2 separate regions of the Mus musculus genome follow, and region 2 is linked to region 1. Evidence: chromatin contacts called from public promoter capture Hi-C data. All regions are on one chromosome and are shown on one strand. Each heading gives the region's core, a stretch centred on a gene start, on an enhancer-like site or on the middle of the called end of the contact. The rest is flanking DNA. Distances are from core to core; before and after follow the strand shown. Region 1 holds the start of Lrrc57 (leucine rich repeat containing 57). Region 2 holds the start of Serf2 (small EDRK-rich factor 2).

What was found. Promoter capture Hi-C pulls out the DNA fragments that hold promoters and counts their contacts.
Region 2: a promoter capture Hi-C map of erythroid cells shows a contact between it and region 1, with 2.5 times the contacts expected there. The contact joins the promoter of Serf2 here to the promoter of Lrrc57 in region 1. A contact is called at or near these places in 3 of 39 promoter capture datasets (the C10 cell line, erythroid cells and neutrophils), 1 of 115 datasets of contacts at active chromatin or transcription factors (memory CD8 T cells) and 1 of 9 other capture datasets (adipose tissue).

What each region holds. Positions count from the first base shown.
Region 1 is chr2:120,605,696-120,610,624 of GRCm38.p6, forward strand. Lrrc57 (leucine rich repeat containing 57) reads right to left here and starts at 3,663. Exons shown (of 6, transcript NM_001159612.1): 1 at 3,420-3,663; 2 at 3,223-3,328; 3 at 2,978-3,116; 4 at 2,104-2,372; 5 at 253-438. The coding sequence starts at 3,306. It overlaps Haus2 (HAUS augmin-like complex, subunit 2), which reads left to right and starts at 3,687. Exons shown (of 6, transcript NM_025475.3): 1 at 3,687-3,850. The coding sequence starts at 3,758.
Region 2 is chr2:121,446,750-121,451,435 of GRCm38.p6, forward strand. Serf2 (small EDRK-rich factor 2) reads left to right here and starts at 2,449. Exons shown (of 3, transcript NM_011354.3): 1 at 2,449-2,692; 2 at 3,226-3,334; 3 at 3,972-4,686. The coding sequence starts at 2,686. The coding sequence ends at 4,035. It overlaps Serinc4 (serine incorporator 4), which reads right to left. Exons shown (of 12, transcript NM_001025371.2): 12 at 4,428-4,686.

The DNA of each region.
Region 1 (4,929 bases), core at 2,413-4,912:
GCTCCAAACCTGGCAAAATCTACTTAAATTCATTAATTTTTGCCTCTTTTTTTTGGCTAGGAAACATCAAAAGATGCAGTGCGATAATCAATATGTGGAGAAAGTCACTTGGCACAATACAGTCTGGCCAAGTCTTAGAGCTACCTCCAAAACAAACTTGTCAAATGCTAACTGTAGACATCACTTAAGTTTAATCTCATTAGTTTTTTCTCTGGAGCAGGCACTAAAAATGTAAAAGATGTTAATACACACCTTATCATAACCCTCTAGTTCTCGAAGTTTCTTTATTTCAAAGAGATTGCCTTCCACAGCAAGCAGGCAGATTTGGGAGTCACTGAGGATGCTCTGTGGAAGCATGCTGAGCTCAAGGCAGTTCTCTTCCAGCCGGAGGACCTTGAGGCGAGGACAGCAGGATATCTTCACAGAGAGCTGAGAGATCTGTCAACAACCAAACAGTAAGAGGACAGAGAGCATAATGGCCACGTTACTACACTGAAACAGCTCTTGACTGTGTCCTAGTTTTTCTTTTACCGCCTCCGTTTTCTCACTACCTACTCGCACAGAAGCCTGTAACATACCTTCTGTTACTCCTCCACTTCCAAATTATTTGAAGGTTACCAGTAGCTTTTCAGAAATAAAAACCAATAATAAAAGCACTGTGTATTTATTGTAGGAAATAATGTAAGTTTAAGGGAAAAGCTTACCAGCAAGCTGCCACTCAGAAACAACCACATGAACATCTTGATACCTACCACTCTGCTGAAGCCAAAGTCATGCTTCCCACACTGCAGCATCTGCCTGGACTACCCATTTCTTGAGGCTCCCTCTAGTGCATGACTTCTGAATTTTTCCTGAAAATTTTTTGGGGGTGTCATTTTTTGTTGTTTGCTTTCTTTTTGTTTTTTTGAGACAGAATTTCTCTGAAGCACTGGCCTTGAACTTGCTCTGTAAACCAAGTTTGCCTCTAACTTAAGAGATCTCCCTGCCTCTGCCTCCTGAGTGTTGGGATGAAAGGCATGCATCACCACCACCCTTTTTATTTCTTTATAATTATATTCAAGCAGAAATAAATTCCTAATGCTTCCTATTTAACATTTAGAACCTTCTAGAAAACAATCATTCTTAAAACCATTTCACTTGTGACTTCAAAATCTGTATCAACAGTCCTGTGTACTAATCTCGAATACAGCTGTGTATCTACAGTTTTCACTAAAACTAAATTCTGGTCACTAAATTCTGTTGACTACCTGCATCTCAAACCATCACCTAGGAACTTACAGAAAATGCAGATTCTGCAGATTCTTAGACTTCTCACGTACTGAATCAAACACTTAGGTGACCTTAAGGTCCCCAGGTTATCCAAGTAAGGTCTGAGAAACTGGTCTAGTAGTAGGGAATGTGGAATTATTCAACGAATACCAATGACAGTTCTTTCCTAGAAATCTCAGGAAAAAGACAAAACCAACCTCAAAGGCTGAATATTATGCTAACTACAATTTAGCACAGTAATAACATGAACATAGTAGCTAATATACATGCATAATGTACATATACATAAATGCTAAAAACTCAAGGCTACCGAATCTCAAATGTTTCATCACTGTGCCTCATATCTGAAGCAGAGCACCATCTCCATACTAATGTTAACCAAGGAGCTTCAAAACATTTCACATGTAAAGTCGTCCAATTATAACGTAGCTCCAGAACAGCTATCACATGGATTTCTCAACAATTTCTAACGTCTGACTCTCAGATCCTATGGGTACAGGTCTCATTCCTACACTATATCACCCCTGACACGGCTCCTCACTAAATAATGGGTGTGAAAAGAAAATATCTGTAAAACCTTCGATAGGTTTAATTTTGTGTGTGTGTGTGTGTAATTATCTCACCCTGTTACTCCTTCCTCAAAACACTTTCAACACAATTACACAGCCACTATCAACCCACTCCATGATTCTGGGCATTGGAGTAAGTTCACCTTATATATCTTTTAGCTTCTAATTTCCAACTCCATGATTATCGTTTAAGGAACAAGAAATCAGAAGACCATAAATGCAAACATACACTGGGGAGAGGGGCAAAACAACACAAAGTATGGACCTGGTTCTGGTTGAGATTGAGTTCGATGGCCTGCAGCTCCCCAACTGTGTCAGGTATACTCCGAATCTGGTTTTTAGAGAGATCTACTACATCTAGATGTCTCAGGCAACAAAGCTGGGGGGGTAATGCTCCCAGCTGATTCCCAGAGAGGCTCAGCGTCTTCAGGGCAGACAACTGCCCAAAGGTAGATGGTAGCTCTCTCAGGTGATTGTTGTTGAGACTTAGTGTCTCTAGTTTTTTCAGATTGCATAATTCATCAGGTAGAACAGCTGGTGAAGAAGAAATTAAAAAACAAATCCGATAGAATTAATGACATTTATAAAAAGACAGTATGGTAGCCTGCTTCATCTTGTTTTTGAGACAGGATCTCATTAAGTTGTCTAGGATAGCCTTGAAATTAAGATCTTTCTGCCTCAACCTCTGAGTAGCTGGGGCTACTGTAGGTCTAAGTCACCAGGTCTGGCTTCTTACATAGAATTCTCACAGGTCATGTTTAGGTTTCACAAACTGTTTGGGAGGTTAAGAAGCCATCAAAATGCAGAAAATTGTGTATGTGTGTAAGGGGTTCCTTTTGCTTAGCTGTATTCTAAAAACGATCTGAGGGAGTTTAAAAGATCCTCCCATTCCACCCTGCCCCGAAATTAGATAACTGTTTATATCGATTCCCAAAGGTCTTCCAGGTCCAAATTAACCTAGTAATAATCATTATACCACCCAAAGAGGCTTTTATATTTAATTACAAGAGATTAAAGCTTCAATACTCTAACATTCTGCATCCCCTAAAATGATTTCATAACAAAAATCATCTAACAGGAAAAACACCCTTCATAACTGCTGATTACTAGCAAAAGCTGCCCAGACACAAATTCCATACTCAGTTTGTTGTTGTTGAGGGAGAGGCTCTTTAGCAGAGTGAACTTTCCTATTATCAGAGGCGGTAGGCTGTCAATCTTGTTGTTGGATAAATCGATGGTCCTAAGATTGCTTGTCAGCTTCTGCAACTCTGAGGGGAACTGGAGAAAGGAGCTCACAGTTTGGAAAAATCCTGCACCAATAGTCTTCGCCACCCCGCCAACCCTAGCCCTTTTAGTTTCTTGGTCCGGTCCCCTCAGGTCTCACCTCGGTCAGACCACGGTCTTTAAGCTGAAAGACACCAGTTTTCTGCGCTGTTTCCACATGAGCACGGAGAGCACTGTTACCCATCCTAGCGCCACGGCTCAGTTCCCTGCAGGAAAAGAAGCATAGCTGTCACCGCCTAGTCTAGACATACAGTCGTCGCTAAATCTCCCGTTTGGGTCTCCTGTCCCAATTGTCACCTTCTGCCTATCCCTACTTCCCTGGGGCCAGCCCAAGAGTGGCAAGGAGAAAACAGGCGAGCAGGCAGCGCTACCACAAGGTCCTGATGCTTTGGCAGCAGAGCTAAGGGCCAGGGAGCCTCCGATAGCTGCTGCCGGAACAGGGAGCTTGAGACTCGCCTCCTACCGCTCAGTGCAAAGAAGACTCCGCCAGGGAACACCGGGGACCCGCGCTCGCCTGAGACGCGCTCCCAGGGCTTCCGCCCGGGCAGGAACGCCCTGTGACATCATCAAACCGCGCGCCTGTTCGCGGTGTTGCCCCTCACTCCTCGCGCCAGTTCCAGAGGTGTGCGGAAGCCATGGCGGCCGCCAACCCGTGGGACCCAGCGTCCTCGCAGACTGCAGCTGGGTTACTGCTAAACCACTTGGTAGCTTCGGGCATAGTCACTAAGGTACGTGGGGGCGGCGATGGCGTCATCAAGGTGGCGACAGAATTCTGCTGTGAGGTGGTGGTCCTGGTTATGCGGGCGTGAGTGAGCCAGCTGAGGACTGTGACCATACTCCCGTGGGTTCTTCGAGTGTGAGGGACTGAGTGGCTGGTGCACTGAGTGACTGAGCACTCTGTTTTGAGTGCCTGCGGGTTATCCCAGGACGGTTTGTGGGAGATGGAACAGCGCTCCACTTTTTTTTTCTTCCAGTGACACTACCTCTAGAACAAGTGTTCCTAAGGCTGCGACCCTTTAATACAGTTCTTCTGTAGGACCCCCGATATGGGGACTCCTACTCTAGTCCAGGGATAGGGTGCACCCACGAACACACAAGAATCCTTCTTGTTGCAATACACACGAGGCTTTATTGGCAGAGCTCTGGGCCGACACGTACCTCACACAGGAGGCAGGGGAGTCGACCCCGAGTCTCCAGAGCTAGGGGTTTTTGTAAAAGAAAAAGGGATAGGGATGCGAGGAATTTTAACAAAGGTATGGGATTGGGTCATTCAAACATTAACAGTAAGATTACATGTCAGCCAAAGGGCATCCGGACCTTGTTCCTGTGGGCTGGGGGCTTAACTTTGTTCTCATAGCAACCAGGTGATGTATGAAGCAATGCTGGGCCTCCAAGAAAAGGCCAAAATCTTTCACAGCGTAATGCCATCACAGTTCACCCTTATTATTTTAGCACTATTTATTTAGAGACCGAGTCTTGCTGTGTAGCCCTAGATGGTCTGTAACTCACTATCCCTGGCATTACAGGTGTGTACCGCCATGCCTGGCTGTTAACTCACTTTATAAGATGATATGGCAAAGAGGAGAGGGTAATGGGATCTAATTCTTCCAGCTTGCTGAGAGATACTGGAAGATTTTTTAGTCTTTTTAGGTGTTTCCTTTTTTTTAATGGAGAGGTGTCCTCACTCTATCCTAGGCTAGCCTTGAACACTGAGCCATCTTCCTGCTTCCAGCTCCTAAGACTCCCAAGTCTCTCGTGTCAACCATATGGAGGGCTGAATTTAGATCCCTAACGCCCAAGTAAAAGC
Region 2 (4,686 bases), core at 1,199-3,698, 840 kb after region 1:
TCTCCTCAAGGGTTCTTCTTGCCCCTCCGTGGCTGTGCCCATTCTCCATCTTTACATCCATCCATTGCAGCGTGAATCACTTCACTGGCCCAGATCAAGGTCCATGGAGCCCACCAATTTCTCCCTAGCATAGAAGCAGCAGTTCCATTCAGTTACTTTGTACACAGAGAAACGTGGTCTCAATAAAACAAAAGACCAAAACCAAAACAAACAAAGGAAAGGAGAAAAAAAAAAAAAACTCAACCCCCCCCCAAAACAAAACAAAACAAAAAACCTTGGTTTAATTTCCAGTGGGCAGTTAGGCAAGGAGGAGGATGGGGAGAGAAAGAAAAATTGAAACATATTAACATTAATAGCAGGAGCCGTAGTGATGACTCAGTTGTGGTTAAGAGGATAACAATATTTCAGCAGAGGGGCGGGATTTGGTTCTCAACACACACACACTGGGTGGTTCATATCCACCTGTAACTACTCTGCCACGAAGCTATCCAACACACTTTTCTGGCCTTTATGGGTACTACACAAACCCACACCCAGACACATATACACACACATATTTTTGAAAAAAAATCTTTAAAAATATTAATAGTTCAAGTGGGATTGAACATAGGAAAAATTGAAGATGGTAATGTTTTGTTTTGTGGTTTTGTTTCCTATCTGCTCTTCACAAAGCCAGTTTGAAGTCTTAGTCTCAACTTGATTCTGGGATAGGCATTAGTTTACAGTCCCATCAAAATTTACCACCATACATTTAAATTCATTTCCTTCATCCCGGTGTGTGTCTTTAGAGAACAACTTTCACTTTTATCTTATTTATTTATTTATTTATTTTGATTTTTCGAGACAGGGTTTCTCTGCATAGCCTTGGCTGTCCTGAGACAGGGTTTCTCTGCATAGCCCTGGCTGTCCTGGAACTCAGAAATCCGCCTGCCTCTGCCTCCGGAGTGCTGGGATTAAAGGCGTGTGCCACCACTGTCTTTTATTATCTTTCTGAGGCAGGGTCTGTCATTGTTTCTGTTGGATTGCTTTTGCTTTGTATTCCAGGCTCACTGGTCCTTGAACTTCCAGAAAATTCTCCCATCTCTACCTCTCTTCTCACTATGGGAGTAGTAGGATTACAGATAACACACCACCATACCTACCATTTTATGAGAGTTCATGGATCCAGTCCTGCGACCCCTTAATAAAGTTCCTTATGTAGTGGTGACCCCCAACCATAGAATTATTTTTTGTTTTTGTTTTTCGAGACAACAGCTGTGTAGCCCTAGCTGTCCTGGAACTCACTCTGTAGACCAGGCTGGCCTCGAACTCAGAAATCCGCCAAGTGCTGGGATTAAAGGCGTGCGCCACCACCGCCCGGCTAGAATTATTTTTAAACTGTAATTTTTCTATTATAAATCGTAGTGTAAATATCTGTGTTTTTCAGTAGTCTTAGGCGACTCTGGTGAAAGAGTGGAGTGAAGTCTCTGAATTCAGCTGCTTAGTGAAGGTACTGGACAGGATAAAGTGCCTCTGGTCAGCAGGAAACGCATCCTACTGTTCTGGTTCATGTTGGGGTTATTTCATGATAGTTTAGCAGAATTCCTGTTGTCTTGGACCTGGGAAGGGAGAGAAGGCTTAACTAATCTTTTCTACAGGGGGCGCGCGCATCTGTGATTCAGCAACCGAAAATAAAGATTTAGTTACCAGCCTGATTTCTCTTACAAACCAAATGTAAGGTTTAGGGGAAATGATACAATGTAGGCACGGTCGAGAGAGAGGAGAGAGGAGGAGAGAGGAGACAGAGAGACAGAGACAGAGAGAGAGAGAGAGAGAGAGAGAGAGAGAGAGAGAGAGAGAGAGAGAAAGAGAGAGATGCAAACTAATAAAATAGGAGCATTCCCTAATCTCGGTTCCTGAAGTAACTCCACAGTCAGATTCGGGTATGCTTCGTCACCCCCAAGGCACATTCAAAGTTTCTGTGGGCAGTCTTAAGTCCAGTTCAGTAGTGGAGATGTGCATGCAGGAGCTCTGGACTCAAGCTCTTGGGAAATGATTGCAGGATCACTTTATGACACACTAAAACTGGCTGCGCTTAGGGGCGAGGAAAGTGGAAAGGGGTTTCCTAATTGTCTGCGTATGTTTTCAGACAACTGTGGCAAGTGTTCGGCCAAGAGGCTCGGAGACCGGGGAACCGCACTAAGTTTAGCTCCAGAGAACTGATAGCACATAACCGGATGAACGACCTAGGAAATCCCGCCCTCACCCCGTCCCGTCCCCGCCCCGCCCCTCCCCCGCGTTCCTTCGGGGCGACTTTGTCAGTCAGTACCCTAAACTGTCCCACATGAGGTCACTTTGCCTAGTCACGTGCCCGGCCCCGTCGGAGCGCCACATCGCCAGCCGCACCCCTCCACCCCCCGGCCACGTGACCCGGCCTAGTTTCTACAGGCTGGGACCCAGCGCTCCGGGGAAGCCCCGCCCCGTGCCAGCGCTCCGCCCGCCGAGCTCCGCTCTTCGCCCTCCGGGACTGGCGCGTGGCACCGCACTCCACGTGTTTCCCCCTGCCCAATGAAAGCGGGCGCCCGGGCGTGAAGGGGCGGGAGGAAGAAGACGACTTGGTGGCGTCGCGCGAAGGGGGCGGGGCCTGCAACGTCGGCCCGAACGAGGGGGACGCAACGGAGGCAGGTTGGAGCCGCTGCCGTCGCCATGACCCGTGAGTGCTGGGACCTTTTCCTCTCTCCCTTTTCTTTCTGCTCTCGCTCCCCGCGCGCCCGGGTGCCGGCGTGTGCGTCCCCTCGGCTTCCCCGGCGGGCGGAAGGGTCTTTAGGGAGCGCTCTCCAGCTGCCTCCCGCCCAGCCGGAAGCGCAGCCCTCTGCACGCCGCCACTTGCGGAGACCCCTGTGTTGGGCGCGGGCCGCCGCCGGCTTTCCGCGCTGGGGAAGCCGGGTTCCCTGAGTGGTGGGCCCCGGCGCGTGCCCGTGAGGCCCCGGCGCGTCCCACACACCGCAGCAGCTGTCTGGGCCCCCGCGCCGCCTCAAACTTGACGCGCGCCGCCAGCAGTCTCGACCGCACCGTCCTCCCGCACCCCCAAGTTAACCTACCCCGGGCAGCCGAAGCCCCGCGATGGGGTCGGCGCTGCGGCGGGGGTTGGGGGGACGGTCGGGGTCCCAGTTGCGGGGAGGAGGGGCGCTGGTGTGTACGTGGAGCGGCTCCGGCGTCTCACTTTGTACCTTCTCTTCTTCTTAGGCGGTAACCAGCGAGAGCTCGCCCGCCAGAAGAACATGAAGAAGCAGAGCGACTCGGTTAAGGGAAAGCGCCGAGATGATGGGCTTTCTGCTGCCGCCCGCAAGCAGAGGTAGCCCCAGGGAGGGAAAAGGAAGGGTCGGGCCGGGACTGGACGGGGAGACCTGGGTTAGAGAAAGGGGTGTACCAGGAGAGAGAGCTATTGCAGGGTCCAAGTCTAGGTTAGATGTGAGGGGCAGAGTGCATTGCTTCCTCTAGGGTTTTATTTCCTCCCCACTCTAAATTGTTAGGTCACAGCCATACAGGAAGGGACTGGGGCGGGTCCCTGTCCGCAGGCTGATTTCTGCGGGCCTTAGTTCTGACCTTAAGGGCAAGGGCAGGGGCTTCACATATCAAGTGTAGTTGTTTTGACAGCCCAGTACTTTTGACCCTCCTTGCTGCTTGTCTCTCCTCCCTCTTCCCGACTTTCTCACTAGTGTTGTTGGGGTGTGGTACTTAGTACAGAATAGAGAGCCTTGGGCCTGAGCGGCCAGACTTCTGACCCCTTGGGCAACAGCCATATGGAGACTGATTGATTGCCTTTTGACCCTTAGCTCTGTTCCTCTTGTTCTCCTAGGGTGGGAATATAGCAGCCATATGCTGAACTTTGTCCCATCCACTTCCATCTTATCCTCTGTACCCTTCATCCCCTGCATCTTGTCCTTTTTGCCCTCTGGTACCTCCCAGTGCCCCATCATCTCTACCCCCAGGGACTCGGAGATCATGCAGCAGAAGCAGAAAAAGGCAAACGAGAAGAAGGAGGAACCCAAGTAGCCTTGTGGCTTCGTGTCCAACCCTCTTGCCCTCCGCCTGTGTGCCTGGAGCCAGTCCCACCATGCTCGAGTTTCTTCCTGTAGTGCTCACAGGTCCCAGCACCGATGGCATTCCCTTTGCCCTGAGTCTGCAGCGGGTTCCTTTTGTGCTTCCTTCCCCTCAGGTAGCCTCTCTCCCTCTGGGCCACTCCTGGGGGTGAGGGGGTTACCCCTTCCCAGTGTTTTTTATTCCTGTGGGGCACACCCCAAAGTATTAAAAGTAGCTTTGTAATTCCTTGAGCGCCTGGTTTGACTGGGGATTGGGGGCATGGGGATGGAGGAGTGACTGCCCTTCCCCACTAAAAGGGGGGAGTTTTGTTAGGCACCTAAGAGATTATGGATTTGTAGACTTCATAAGGAAAACATCACAGAAGAAGCCTTTATTTTAACTATTGCAACCGGAAAAGCACTCCAGTTATATGGCAGAGGAGTCCTCTAAGAACTATAGAGACTTCTTTTCTGTGATTTTTATCCCCCACACCGACCTTGGACACCATCCCCAGGATGGTATTGAGGGTCATAAGAGGGAAGGATCTAAGACCCAAATTTATGTCTCTTCATTCTTTGTTTGCTTGAAAGTTGGCCAAAAAAAAAAATCCTGCTGCTCACCAAC